Linked DNA regions of Mus musculus: regions 2, 3, 4 and 5 are each linked to region 1. The links are chromatin contacts, called in public HiChIP or PLAC-seq, Micro-C and promoter capture Hi-C maps. All regions are on one chromosome and are shown on one strand. Each heading gives the region's core, a stretch centred on a gene start, on an enhancer-like site or on the middle of the called end of the contact. The rest is flanking DNA. Distances are from core to core; before and after follow the strand shown.

Region 1 (2,609 bases), core at 79-2,578:
AATAAAGGTTCCTGCTGCCAAGTCTGAGGGTCTGAGTTCAATCCCTAGGACTCGCATGGTGGAAGCTAAGAACAGATTTCAAGAAGTTGTCTTCTGACCTCCACATGCATATGTGCCATGCACACATATATGTAAATATTTATAATTTAAATTTTAGTTCTATAAACAAAAGGCCAGAGCCACATCCAGGCACTCTCTTAGCCTCCTAAGTCGGTGGACCTTACACCCTGCTAAGTCTTAAGTGATAGGACACTCACTTCGGGTCAAACGCCTTCTGGCACAACGGGCAACTCAGCAACGCAAGTGGACTCTGCACAGGCACACACTCCTGGGCGCTGGGAGTTCGACCAGAATTTAGTGCAGGGCATCCTTTCAGGGATGGAGTAGGTGACCCCAGGGAGCCTTCAGGTTCACAGAACAGGTGGCGGGAGCTTCCAGAGCCACGAAGGGCAGGTGGCAAAGGCGTCCAGGAGAAAGTCTTGGATCCCACAGTGAAGGCCTCAGGAGGCACAGTGGACTCTGGGTCAGGTAGAGACTCCTGAAAAGTAAGTCCCCATAAGGTCACAGCCACCAACACCATGACCTCCCCCAGGGCCTGAGAACTCTCTCCCAGGTCATCCTTCTTTAGTGCTTTTGGACACACCTGGCTGGGAAAAGCAGGCAGCGGTGGTAATGGCTGACGGTTCGGGGTCCAATCCGCGGTCCCGCTCACGGTGCTGCGCAACAGAGCAGCCCAGGGCTCACTCTTACTTCCCTCCGAGAGAAACCAAGGGCGGCAGTTAGGGGGCCTGGGAAGCACAGGAAGAGTCAGCCGGGGCATCCATGGTAGAGATATCGTGAAGAGTTGATTCTACAGTGAGGGGTACCAGGGCTAGGGAGCAGGTCCACAATGGGGTAATGGAGGAGGGAGTCCATAGTAAGAGACCGGGAAGGAACCTCACTTAGAAGGGTAAATGGACTCTTGGGGGAAACGGAGCCTGGGGCTGAGAAAGAAGTGGATAAATGGGCGACGTGAAGAGGGGTGGCGGAGGTGGTGGTGGGGAACAGCAGCGTTGGGGCGGAAGAAGCGACCGCGCCCCGAGAGAGGCGGAGCGCGGCTGGTAGCGAGATGCACGCGTGCGAGGAACCCCGCAGCTAGGCGGGAACATCGAGGCGTCCCCATCGCCTTCCCGGTGTCTCAGCGCCTTCCAAAGCCCCCAGGACCCCACCCTTCCGCTCTGTCCCGCCTCACCCGCCCCCCGCGGGCGGCCTCCGACGGCTCAGCCTCCCCCGCAGTCTCCGCTCCTCCTCCATCCTTCTCCAAACAGCGTCCGGCGGAAGTGAGACTTACAGCCCGGCCCGCCCTCCGACCGGGATCCGCTCCGGCGGCTTCCAGACCCCCCCCACTCTCCGCTCTGCCAAGTGCCAGCTCCCCTTTGTGGCGCTGGAAATCTAAGGCGCCGAGATCCCAACCGTTGGGAACACGAGGCTGCCGCCTTGAGGGAGAGGCGGGACAGGGCGGAGCTGCCCTCCAGTTTGCAGGGGTGCGAGATTGGGCCACTCGAGCCTGTGCAGAGCCTGGGCTCCCTTCCGTCAACACGTGCAGAGAGCTGTCAGGCTTGCCCTGCCGGTGGCACCTCCCAGACAATGCCCTGCCTCAGTTTCCAGTTCTGTAGTCTTTTTCAGGAAGGCCCCATGGATAGGACCAAATTCTCAGGCCCAGTTTTGCCAGCATCTTCTTCTTAAAGGAGGAACTGGGTTTTTCTACCAAAGAGAAGAGCAATCAAACCGCAAAGCCCAGGGGACGAAGGCTCAGAGTGAAAAACCCGGGCTTCCTACCTAACCAATATCCCGTCCTGCAATCCTGCAGCCCATCACTTGGTGGCAGCAAAAGTCCAGGCACTTTGATGTACGCATTGGGATTCGCTAGTAGCTTTCTACTTCACAGCCCCCAGGGGTCAGGGCCGTTCCAAACGCCTGTCCTGCAACCATCTGACTCGCAGACCCTTTTCCTGGGTCTTCCTCCAGTCAGAGCTTTGCACCCCATCCTTAGGTGAGATCACACACACACACACACACACACACACACACACACACACACACACCGTGTGTACTTCCAGGTTCCACATCCTGGAAGTTGTGTCTAGACCAGGGTCTGGGGATGGTTTCTGCACTAAGGTTGTCTTCTGTCTCTGCAGACTTGAAGAGGAAGAGCAAGTTTAATCTCGGAGAGCGCATGTATTTGTGCCGTATGTGTCTGGTGCCCACAGAGATTGGAAAAAGGTCTTGGACCGCCTAGAACTGTGGTTACAGACAGTTGTGAGCTACCATGTGGGTGCTAGGAAATGAACCTGAATCCTTTGCAAGAACACTGGCACAGACCTTTCATCCCAGTACCCAGGAGGCAGAGACAGGAGGATCTCTATGAGTTTGGTTTATGGAGTGAGTTCCAGGAAAGCAGGGCTATGAAGAAAGATCCTGTCTCAAACAAAACAAAACAAAAAGTTGAATTTGGGCTAGGGAGGTGACTCAGTAGGCAAAGTGTCTATGCAAGCATAAGGGCCTGAGGTCAGTTCTCAGAATTGACATGAAACCATGCAGGACAGCGCAAGTCTGGACTCCAGGTGTGC
Region 2 (2,609 bases), core at 69-2,568, 350 kb before region 1:
AAATGTGCTCTGCAACCAGGGATACTTGTAGTACAGTCCCATAATTGCGGTACTGAGAGGATGAGGCAGGAGGGTCACAAGTTTAAGGCCAGACTGGGCTACCCTGTAAAGATCCTGTCTTAAAAGAAAAAAGAAAAAGAAAAAAAAGCACAAAAAATTATTTTCCAGTTTTTTTTAATAGAGTACATTCATCCCATGAGCGGGCGACTAGACAAACACTGAACAAGGGCCCCCCCACCCCCACCCCCAGTCTGCAGTTTTACTTTTTGTTTTATTTTGCATTTCAAGGGTTCAAAACATCAATGCTGCAAAGAGCCTGTTTCATGCCTGAAAAGTACCGGTTGGAGAAAAACCGCTGGCAGGCTAAAATAAAGTTGAGGCTTGGGACCTGGCTGAGTCGCCCATTCCACGGCACAAAATAAGACGTTTGGGGAGGCAAAATCAGTACACGCCGACAGATGACAGGGTGCCTGCACCTGTCATTGGGTATCGCTTCCTTTCCGGCGCCTGCTGCAGTCACAGCCCGCCCGCGATCCCCCCGCCCCGGTGCCCATCACTGTCCCCACCCTACCTGTGCGTCCAGCCCGGCGAAGCCCGCCACCTGCGCGCCCGGTGCCAACCCGGGCTGACTCCAGGACGGGATGCCCCCGGCCCCCGATGGGGTTCAGTTCTGGGGCTGCCACTGGAGTTTATGCAGAGCCTCAGCCCACGCCCACGGAAGATGCAGCCCGCGCCCGCCTCGGGGCCGAGCAGCTTTAGGCAGAGCGGTCCAGAGTCAAGGGCGAGAGCCGCGAGCCCTCCCACAGCCCTCCTAAGGGTTTAGATTTGGGACACACACACGGGTGGGCGGGGAGAGAGCCGGACGTGACGCACCGGAAGCTGTTACGGGGGGGGGGGGAAGGACACACTCCACACAGGCACACAATGGCACCTTCCAGAACGTTCCACCGCGGCCCACCACGGGGAGCCAGGACACCCTCACGGCGCGTTCGCACCTTCCGTAGCGGCCCACCGCAAACCACGGGGCGGGCGACGATGCGGGGCCACAGCACCGCCTTGCGGCCTCCTGTGGGCGCCTCCGGAGCGTCCCACCTCTGCGGGGTCCGCCATGCTGGGCCAGCGTGCAGGTGTCGCTCCTCTGGCCTGTGGTACATTCCGGAACGTTCCACCGAGACCAAGGTGAAGGAGCCAATCCTCTGAGGCCGCGAAGGTGCCGCCCTCTAGGTCAGACCCAGGGGCTTGATTTCAAGGATCCTAAAATCTGACCAGAAAGTCACAAGACGAGAAGCGCTCAGTGGCGAACGTGCGAGGAACCCCCGTGCTCTCCGAGTCTTGGACGCTGCCGGGATGGGGGCGGGGTCAGCACCATGGGGGCGGGGCCAGCAGCATAGCGACGGGGCGCTCATTGGTCGAGCCTCAGAGGCCCCGCCTTCCTGCAGGACGCTTGCTCTGTCGCCTGATCTCCCCAAGTAGCCGCCGGCTGTGAGATGCTTCCTGGCCCCTTTTATCCCTGAAGGTCATTTTGTGGAGAGGTTTGAGGTTGTGCCTTGCCTCAGCTCTGCTTTTGGTGAAACCTTCCTTTGTTTTTTTCTTGGTTGTTTGAAAACTAGTAAGGTTTCTCCTTCAGATCTCGCACAGTGAGTTGGAGCTTCTTAAACCTTTTCCACTAGAAAACCCTTTCCATATGCAAATCAAACGTTTACTGATAATCAACCTTAAGTCTATCTTAAAACAATTCTTTGCCCGGTGCCGGAGACCAGCCTGGTCCACTTAGTGAGTTCCTGGACAACCAGGTCTATGTAGAGAGACCCTGTCTCAGCAAACAAAAAACAAGTCTTTAGAACACAATGGCACAGTGCAGTTTTACCACTTAAAAGCAAAGGCAAACTGGCTTACGAATGAGAAGATGTGCTTTTTAAATTTTCGCACAGATCATTAAATCTTGACTGAATATCCCATACCACTGGACATAGAGTATCTTCAGCATTTTTCAGAGTTGATGTTTTGATTTTATCAAAACCAAAGTGTGTTTGATTTTGTTGAATTGACGTATGTTTTAGAACCGTATCAGTTGGAAATTCTGTCCTAACCACAAGCCAAGTTTTAACGATTTTTAAAAATGAAACTCAACTCAGAAACTTACGCAAGAATTTTGTTGTTGTTGGGTTCTTTCCTTTGTTTGTTTTTGTCTTTTAAGATAGTGTCTCACTGAGCCGGCATGGTGGCACACACCTTTAATCCCAGCACTCAGGAGGCAGAGGCAGGGGAATTTCTGAGTTCGAGGCCAGCCTGGTCTACAAAGTGAGTTCTAGGACAGCCAGAGCTACACAGAGAAACCCTGTCTCGAAAAAAAAAAAAAAAAAAAAAAAGATAGTGTCTCACTATGTACCCCTGTCTGGCCTGGAACTCACTGTGTACATCAGGCTAGTCTTGAACTCACAGAAATAGACATCTCTGCCTCTCACACTCTGGAATTATGCGCACCTATGTAAGCATTTTTTAATTGAGTTGTTTTATTTGGTCATTGTTGTTTTGTATTTGTTTTGTTTTGAGACAGGGCTGGTGTATCCCTGGCTGGCTTCGGATTTGATGTACAGCCAGGGCTGACC
Region 3 (2,609 bases), core at 35-2,534, 320 kb after region 1:
AATTTGTGGTTAGTTTTAACGGTCAGTCGAGGGGTTGAGAGACGCACAGTAGCCCTGGTCAAAGAATCTTGGAGGAGCTTCATGTTCTGTGCGCCTTTGGGGTTCCTTATTTCTCTTTGGAGCCTCGTGACCAAGCCAGCTCAGCCAGTCAACAGGGTCTCAAGGGAGGGAGTGAGTATTGAAAAAGAAAACAGACAACACTATAACCTGACTCCAGCCCGTACCGCGGCTGAAGCAGCTGTTTCTCTCCCGCCTGCTTTTATATCATTCTAGGTTTATGCAACAAAACAAAACAAAAACAAACAAACAAAACCCATGGTCAGTTCTTAGATCAAAGACAAAGCAACCAAGTAAACAAGTAGTAAACAAGGAGACCACACAAGAGAGTGACCAAGGATGTGACAAGTAGTAAGCGCAAGGATGACACAAGGCTAACGTTAAGTGGTCAGCAAAGCAGTAAACAAAGCCCCGTGGTCATTGTTTCTGACATGCCGACTTCTTTGTCTGAGCCCAGTGACAGATGCCAGATTCCTAGAAGCACCAAAAGCTCTCAACAGCCTAGGTCTGTAGTAGGCCCCCACCCCATGACCTCAGCCAGTCTGTGGGCTGAGGAAGCCCAGCATACTACCCTGTAGTCCTACTCAAAGCCCCCATCCTCATCTGCAAAAGGAAAATTAGTCTGCTCCGCCTAGTCCCGCTCAGGGGCCAGTTAGAGAAGCCCATAGCCTGCTCAAAGATGATAAGAAACCCTGCTTCACCCTTAGAAGATAAAGAAGGCTGGCTCCTGTTCCTAGCGCCGAATGTGCTCAGAAGCGTATAGGCTGAAGAAGCGGGCAGTGATAAATTGGTAATGGGGATAACCCTGACGTGGTGTCTGGGAAGTGACTGGAAGCTTAAAGGGGGAGGGTCCGGTGAGAGGGGTGAGTTGGGAGGTAGGTCAAAAGATCAAGTTCCCAGTTCCCTGAGGCTGAGAGGTTCCTATTTCAGTTTGTCTGTCAGAAAATTCAAGGTAAGCACCGAGGTGTTTGTAGTGACCTGGGAGACAGACATACTTCCAGAGGGTATATATACAGGCTGGGAAAACTTGCTAGTGTCCCTGTATGGAGTCTGAAGCTGAGGCTCTGTTTGGACTTTAGGGCCCTCCCAGCACCACGCCCCGTGTGTACTTAATGTGCTCCATCTGCCTCTAACAGACTTCAGTCAGAGAGACTATTTTTTCTTTCATTTTCACTTTTCCTTGCCAAGGCTCATGAGAGTGTGTGAGGAGGTTCAGAGCCCATGGGGCTCTTGGCCTGAAGTTTCTTGATCAAGAAAATGGAACCTCTCCCAGGATGGGGGTCGGCACCCTGGAGCCAGGCCCCTACAGACAACACCTTCAGGCTGGTGAGTTCCCGAGCCCTTTACAGCCTCCAAGCTCCTTCCGGCCCAACTCCAGCCACAGCCCACCCCAGACATTTCCTGTCCCTTAGCTCTGTCTGGGCAGCTAGCTCACGGGGCTTTATGCTGCTTGGATCTGCAAATCTCTGGAGATAATTGATAACAACCTCAGGTTGGGAGGCTACAGGAAGGCAGGCCTCTGCCCCTCCACTCCCGGGCCTCCACTCACAGACACCTACTATGGCTCTCTTTAAAGGGCAGGAGGTGGTGCTATGAGCATAGTAGCCCTTGGCAGAACCCTGGCTGTCTCTGGACAGGCCCTGTAGCAAGAGGCCAACCATAGGTATCTCTGTCCCTGAGGATAAGCACCCTCACAGAGTGGAGACAGAGATCAGGGCAGGCTAGCAGGAGCCAGACAGAGTGTCTATCCTGTTTGCTCAAGTAGGATATACTAACCATCAGTCAGCTGTCCCTAGGATTCTGAAGAGCCTGTTCCCAGCCCCAGCTGACCCTGCTGCCTCTCAGGTCTTACACTGTCAGGCAATGAAGGCAGAAGGTAGGTTAAGCAGGCCTGGGCCCGAGCCCCTCCTACAGAGACACTGAAGTTGTGCTGTTTCCTCACTTCAAGAAGCAGAGCATGCACTGAGGGCCTGGACCAGCCTGGTGGGGGGGTTGGGGAGGGAGAGCCATAGCGATGGAGGTAGTCCTCTCCTCCAGCACTCATCTCCTCTCCCAGGTGCCTTGTGTCTTCCTTTTGAACTTGCTGCAGCGCATCTCTGCCCAGCCCTCATGCAGACAGGAGGAGTTCCTTGTGGGAGACGAGTGCTGCCCCATGTGCAACCCAGGTGGGAGTTCCCAGGAGGAAGTGCTGTGCCAGGGAGGAACTCCTGTCCTGAGCCTCTGGGCCTCTGGGTCCTCAGTCCAACGGCTGTACAGTGTTCAGTTCAGGGATAGTCCTCGGTGTCTGGAACCTTTGAAGTTCACTGCCTGGGGTGGGCCCGGGGGGTAGGGCAGGCTTTATAACCAGAGACTGAGACTGAAAGTGGGCTGGGGTCAGAGCCAGTTCTAAGGGATTTAGGAAGCCCCATCTCTGTGTTTCTGAATTGTTCATAGAGGGCAGACAGAAGGCCAACAAGTCCTGTGGGGCTTTAGTTGTGGTTGGTGCCATACTTGCTAGACCCATGTGAGGGTACAGGGAAGGGAAGGTTTCTGTGGATTAACCCCCAACCCTG
Region 4 (2,609 bases), core at 53-2,552, 310 kb before region 1:
GTGGCTCAGTGGGACAGCACTTGTGTGAGGATCTGGGCTGGACCTGTAGCACTTCAAACAAGATGAAAAAGAAAAAAAATGAATAAAACTGCATCGTTTTTAATAAATAAATCTACAAAGAAGAAAATGCAGAAGCATTCTGAGATGCCACCTCCAAATGAAGAAGCTACCTGGTCATACTGTATATTGGCACCCGTGGCTGTCCCAGAGCCCAAGATGGGCAGTGTAAGTCACAGTGAAGTCACTGCTGAGGACAAATACGTTCAGAGGGAAGGTGCCGTGCTTTTAATTACCAAGGCGAGGATGCCAGCTTTCCGGCCCGTGGAAACTGACAGTGATACATGAAACCAATGAATATAAGTTTGAATAACACTCTTCTCAAGAGGCAAGCCAAACGAATAAGTTTTGAACCAAAACAGAGAGTTTCCCAAACAAGAAAGGAAAAACAAGTCGCTATTCAGAATCAATGCCAGGAGAAAGCCCATTGCTTGGGAGAGCTGGAAAGAGACGCCGGATCTTGGCCAAGCAAAGGCAGATCCTGGGACTGCGCTGGGCACGCCCTGTTCCCATAACGAAGAAACCTGCCAGAGGCCAAGACAAGCGGCCTGTGAGTGTGACATCCTGAGAGGCAGCAGCCTCTAGGAACATCTCCATGGACTCTTCAGGACTTTGGAAGCTCCTGGCAAGTACTGGATACCAAGTTTACGATGGGGTTTTGGAGAGTTTCACACCTCGATTGCTTACAAAACGCTCGTCTGACTACTTTGCCCACATGCCAAGGTCTCTGGCGCTTGCTAAGGCCCCACTGGAAGACCAATGGAGCCGATTCGGCTGCGGTGCTGCGCGCTGAACTGGCTTAGAACAGAACGGCGGCCTACATGGCTTCTCCCGGGACCCGAACCTCTGACTCGTCCCCCTAAACCCAAGGCCGGACCAGATCTTCAGACCTGTCCCTTAGGCTCCTTCCCCGAGACCACGCGTCATCCTGGCTGCAACCCACGTTCGGACGCAGGGAGGCGCGTCAGAGCCACCAGCGCCCGGCCTCGGGCAGGTGGGCAGGGCCGGCGCCGTGACCCTGTCTTCACGGGTCCCGGCCAGTGACGCCGGGCAGAGGGCGACCCCAGGCCCCGCACTCACCGTCGGCTGCCGCGCGCCCGCGTGGACGTCTACATGCTGGGCCGAGCAGGCGGTCCCTGCTGCCCTACTGCTACCTGGCTCTCAGCGACCCAGCCGCCCGCCACCCCATGGCCGCTCGGTCCAGAGACCGGCACCACCAAGCCCCGCTGCGCCGCGGCTGTCAGTGCGCAAGCGCAGCCCGCACGCATGCGCTGCAGGGCACGTGGGGAGAGCGGCGCAGCCGCACCTACACAGGCGTGCACGCAAACTTCGGGTTTTTCAAAACCCTTTGTAGGCCAAGGATCAGAGGCTGGGGGGTGGGGTGGGGGGTGGGAGACGTGAAGAGGGAGGGGCGAGGCAAAGGGGAGGCGGGGCCGAGAGGAAGTGGGCGGGACACAGGAGTAGGAGGCGGGGCAAAGGAACTGAAACAGGGCATAGCGGAATGGGATGGGGACAAGGAGCGGAAGACAGCACGGGGGGGTGGGGCCAAGGTTGGAGAAAGGGGAGGGGCAGACGGGTAGGAGAAGGGGCAGGCAGAGTGGGAGGGACAGGTCGCAAGAGGGCAGAGCTGGAAAGGGACGGAACTAAGGAGACTAAGCCGGAGGGAAGGGGAAGATCGGGAGAGTGGGCGGGGCCAAAGGGTGGAGGAGTCGGGGCGGAAGGGGAGGCGGGGCAGAGGGTGAGGGAGAAAAAAAAGAAAAAAAGAAAAAAAAAAGAGTAACCGAGGAGGGGCAAAAAGCTCAGTCCCAGCAGCAACAGAGAAAACCACCAGATTCTCTCCCTTTTCTTTCTTTCTTTCTTTCTTTCTTTCTTTCTTTCTTTCTTTCTTTCTTTCTTTCTTTCTTTCTTTCTTTCTTTCTTTCTTTTGCCTCCTTGCCTCGCGGTCTGATCTTTATTCCTGTCCTACGTCACACTCAGTTTGCTTTTTGCTGGCGAGGTCTCCAGGACCATGTGGACAACGCGGGCCAGCTTTGTGGGAAGGTGGGCTTCGTGCCAGGCTCCTGTTCCCACGTTGTTCTTAATGTCCAGCGCATGGACCTGGTATCTTTCAGAAGCAGAACTCGGGTGACAGCGCTCATATGGCTCTCAGGCCCACCAGCAGTGACCTGACACCCTTTGGCAACTGGCAAGGACTTGAGCCTGAAAGTAACAAACCTGACAGCTGGTTGATACAATGGTTCACTACTTTAATCCCAGAGATGAGAGCTCCGGATTTCTAGGAATTCGAGGCCAGCCAGGGGTACCATAGTTAGAGACCCTATCTCAAAAAGAAAAACAAAGTCTTGATAGTTGAGAAGCGACTGTGTAAATAGCGTGCCTCACCCACAGCTGTAAGGAGGGAAAGAGGGAGGCCACCGACTTTGTAGCTGAGCCAGGGATATGCTGAACTGGTGGACATGCTCGTGCATTGATATCCACCAGTGTGCACAGTGCACCAGTAGGTGTTTTCGCAGTCCCGACTCCCAGCACTGTAGTTTTAAGATGTTCACACT
Region 5 (2,609 bases), core at 67-2,566, 310 kb after region 1:
GTTCCTCCCAGGCTGTGTAGGGGGCTCCATGTTTTATATCAGAATAAGGCTGGATGGACAAATGCTGTAGCAGTATGAGGCTGCTTGGGTATCCCTGGGGCAATGGCAGGCATGTGGAAGAGTGCACACCGTGCATATATACTTCAGAGAGGGAACAGCACAGGCTTTGAATAAAGGCACTGGCCAGCAGTCTCCAGACTCTGAGTCTGTCACTCCGAGTCTGTCACTCTGAGTCTGTCACTCTGAGTCTGTCACCCACTCTGAGGCTGACTGCAACCCTGAGGTCCTGGGTACCACCCAGGCTGGTCCTATGTTGAGGGTTTCCCGGGTTGGGCCCTTGTCTGTCCTGCTGGCTTTGTCCCTGATTCTGTGGCTAACCCAGAGGCCACTTTGGGTCCAAATGACTGGAGAGACCGTCAGGGATGCCTTCAGCTATGCTGGCTCCTCTCCCTGGTTGGCTGAAGAGGCCAACTTACCAGCACCCCAAGAGCCATGGTATGAGCTGCTCGTGCAGTCACCTGCTGCTCAGTCCCAGGGGTAAAGCAGACCATGCCCATTGCAGAGAGGAGCAGCCATCCATCCATAGGGCCATGAGACATTAGGAAGTCAAGTGGGGCTGGTGATGCACTCTCTGCCTCCTTCCCGCTCTTTTTTATTCCTTGGAAATGCAAATTTCTCTCAATTCCCTGACTCCCTCATTGATGATGATCCATGGACATGAGCTTGCTCTATAGACCAGACTGGTCTAGAACTCAGAAATCCGTCACCCTCTACCTCTAGGTTCTGGGATTAAAGTCCACCACCTCTCAACTAGGGATGTGACTTTCTTTTCTTTCTTTCTTTCTTTCTTTCTTTCTTTCTTTCTTCCTTCCTTCCTTCCTTCCTCCCTCCCTCCCTCCCTCCCTCTCTCCCTCCCTCCTTCTCTCTCTCTCTCTCTCTCTCTCTCTCTCTCTCTCTCTTTTTCTTTTTTTGGTTTTTCAAGACAGGGTTTCTCTGTATTGCCCTGGCTGTCTTGGAACTCACTTTGTAGACCAAGCTGGCCTCGAACTCAGAAATCCGCCTGCCTCTGCCTCCCAAGTGCTGGGATTAAAGGCGTGGGCCACCATGCCCGGTGGGATGTGACTTTCTTAAGTAAACACAGCCCAGAACCTTCTGGGGAGGGATGCCTGACTATGAGCCTGAGGTGCAGGGATCAGTCAGGCCTGGATTTTGCTGCCCTCTAGTGGCTCAAAGGAAGAAGAGTAAGCAGGGGTTTGCATACAAATGCTAGGCTCTAGGCTCCCAAGTGGACATCTTGGTGTTCTCAGCAGCCACCAGAGGTCACACTTCAGCACTAGGCTGAGGAGGGAGGAGACCTGAATGGTTCTTTCCCAAGTTCTGGTAAAGTTGGTTCTGGCTCTGGTAAAGACTCAGATGGGAAGTCACCTCTCTGGGGGATTTTCTGTCCCTGGTGAGACTTTCGCAGCACCCAGCATGACCTGGCAGAGGCTCATAGGCTGAGCAGGGGATGGAGACCTTGAGCAGTCTCTGACTATCTTGTTAATGAGGCTTCTTTGTCTATGTGGACTGAACTGCTCCCCTGGGTACTTTCACTTCACGTCTACATTGGCTACTTCACCTATCAGCAAGTCTGTGTTCAGGGAGAGGCTAGCCTGAGACCTCCTGTGTCTCAGCTTCTTAAACAGCTTCTAAAACAGAGGAAGACTCTTGGTACCCAAGGATCCCAGGACTCAGGTGAGGCCCAGCTGGCTCCGAACCTGCCATTTCCTCATAATGGGCAATGCCTGAGACAGGGGCCTGCCCAACCTAGCTGAGGCTTCTGCCTGAGGATGGGGCTTTCCTAGCTATGTAGACAGATAGAGAAGCAATCTCTGTATAACTTGGCATCAGGTTACATGGGTGGTTCATGGTCCCCAGAGCCTGTCTGTCATTTACATGTGTGTGCATGTGTGCTTACATGCATGCATGCCTGTGTGTTGGGGGCAAGACTTGACAGCACTTCTTGTTTGGGCACAATCTGAGGACTTTTGGGTGTCACAGGATTCAGGGCTAGAGTCCATCACTGATCACTAAGAGATAGCCAGGAGCCACGCCTGCTTGGCATCCAGACCTTCCATGTGAAGTCCACCCCTCTTGGGACCTTTGTGTTCAGATGCTCCTGCCAGGGACTGCTGTCCCTCATTCTGAAAGTGCTGGCCACACTCATGGGACTTATTTTCTCAGAGCACAGGTGGACAGGGGAAAGAGCTGGCAGGCCCCGATGAGCAACTGTCACTCTCTGTAGCCTCTCATCAGGAACTCTAAGGTATCTCCGTCCATAGGCGACAGGGTCAGCATGGCTTATCTTGACAATTTCGAAGACCAGAGCCCACTCTGCAGAGAGGAGTGTTGAGAGACTTTGAGGCTGCCTACAGCTGGACTGCGTGCTCAACCTCGGTGTGAGCACCTTGGCCACCTCTGACCCAGTCCATTGTGCCCTAGGATTCTCCTCTCCTGGGACACTGGTTGTCTTCTATCCCTGCATTGCCCTAGCTCCAAGACCCTTCTACAGGTGTGTTGATCCTTGATTTTGCTGCTCCCAGACCAGGGAGGTCTGGACAGTATGTCCC

What was found. Hi-C and Micro-C count contacts between places; a contact is called where the count stands out from the background. HiChIP or PLAC-seq counts read pairs in DNA pulled down with a chosen protein or histone mark. Capture Hi-C pulls out chosen DNA fragments and counts their contacts.
Region 2: a contact with region 1 is called in a Micro-C map of embryonic stem cells, with 5 times the contacts expected there. The contact joins the promoter of Slc35e2 here to the promoter of Faap20 in region 1. A contact is called at or near these places in 1 of 484 Hi-C or Micro-C datasets (embryonic stem cells), 3 of 115 datasets of contacts at active chromatin or transcription factors (heart atrium, memory CD8 T cells and microglia) and 2 of 9 other capture datasets (adipose tissue and pancreatic islet).
Region 3: a contact with region 1 is called in an H3K27ac HiChIP or PLAC-seq map of bone marrow-derived dendritic cells, with 4 times the contacts expected there. The contact joins the promoter of Tnfrsf14 here to the promoter of Faap20 in region 1. A contact is called at or near these places in 4 of 39 promoter capture datasets (the HPC-7 cell line, embryonic stem cells and stem cell-derived epiblast-like cells), 4 of 484 Hi-C or Micro-C datasets (B cells, the G1E-ER4 cell line, Th1 cells and 1 more), 7 of 115 datasets of contacts at active chromatin or transcription factors (the 230-238 cell line, bone marrow-derived dendritic cells, bone marrow-derived macrophages and 3 more) and 2 of 9 other capture datasets (adipose tissue and liver).
Region 4: a promoter capture Hi-C map of adipose tissue shows a contact between it and region 1. The contact joins the promoter of Nadk here to the promoter of Faap20 in region 1. A contact is called at or near these places in 1 of 39 promoter capture datasets (liver), 2 of 484 Hi-C or Micro-C datasets (cerebellum and embryonic stem cells) and 2 of 9 other capture datasets (adipose tissue and liver).
Region 5: a Micro-C map of the G1E-ER4 cell line shows a contact between it and region 1, with 4 times the contacts expected there. The contact joins the enhancer-like site here to the promoter of Faap20 in region 1. A contact is called at or near these places in 11 of 39 promoter capture datasets (3T3-L1-derived adipocytes, embryonic stem cells, frontonasal cranial neural crest and 6 more), 1 of 15 datasets of contacts at CTCF or cohesin (embryonic stem cells), 12 of 484 Hi-C or Micro-C datasets (the G1E-ER4 cell line, Th1 cells, cerebellum and 3 more), 12 of 115 datasets of contacts at active chromatin or transcription factors (craniofacial prominence, embryonic basal ganglia, embryonic forebrain and 6 more) and 3 of 9 other capture datasets (adipose tissue, embryonic stem cells and liver).

What each region holds. Positions count from the first base shown.
Region 1 is chr4:155,248,685-155,251,293 of GRCm38.p6, reverse strand. It overlaps Faap20 (Fanconi anemia core complex associated protein 20), which reads right to left and starts at 1,328. Exons shown (of 4, transcript NM_001190445.1): 1 at 1,232-1,328; 2 at 644-788; 3 at 258-538. The coding sequence starts at 1,293.
Region 2 is chr4:155,600,125-155,602,733 of GRCm38.p6, reverse strand. Slc35e2 (solute carrier family 35, member E2) reads right to left here and starts at 1,318. Exons shown (of 9, transcript NM_177186.4): 1 at 996-1,318.
Region 3 is chr4:154,926,752-154,929,360 of GRCm38.p6, reverse strand. Tnfrsf14 (tumor necrosis factor receptor superfamily, member 14 (herpesvirus entry mediator)) reads left to right here and starts at 1,284. Exons shown (of 8, transcript NM_178931.2): 1 at 1,284-1,383; 2 at 2,114-2,222. The coding sequence starts at 1,315.
Region 4 is chr4:155,562,508-155,565,116 of GRCm38.p6, reverse strand. Nadk (NAD kinase) reads right to left here and starts at 1,302. Exons shown (of 12, transcript NM_001159637.1): 1 at 1,138-1,302.
Region 5 is chr4:154,943,113-154,945,721 of GRCm38.p6, reverse strand. No RefSeq gene overlaps it. Among named protein-coding and RNA genes, the nearest start is that of Tnfrsf14, 16 kb to the right of the region's middle. Within about 2 kb of position 1,316, at least 72 of the 459 cell types and tissues checked have an H3K27ac peak or open chromatin away from gene starts, as enhancers often do. A contact at or near this core is called in the G1E-ER4 cell line, Th1 cells, adipose tissue and 1 more, where this site is marked.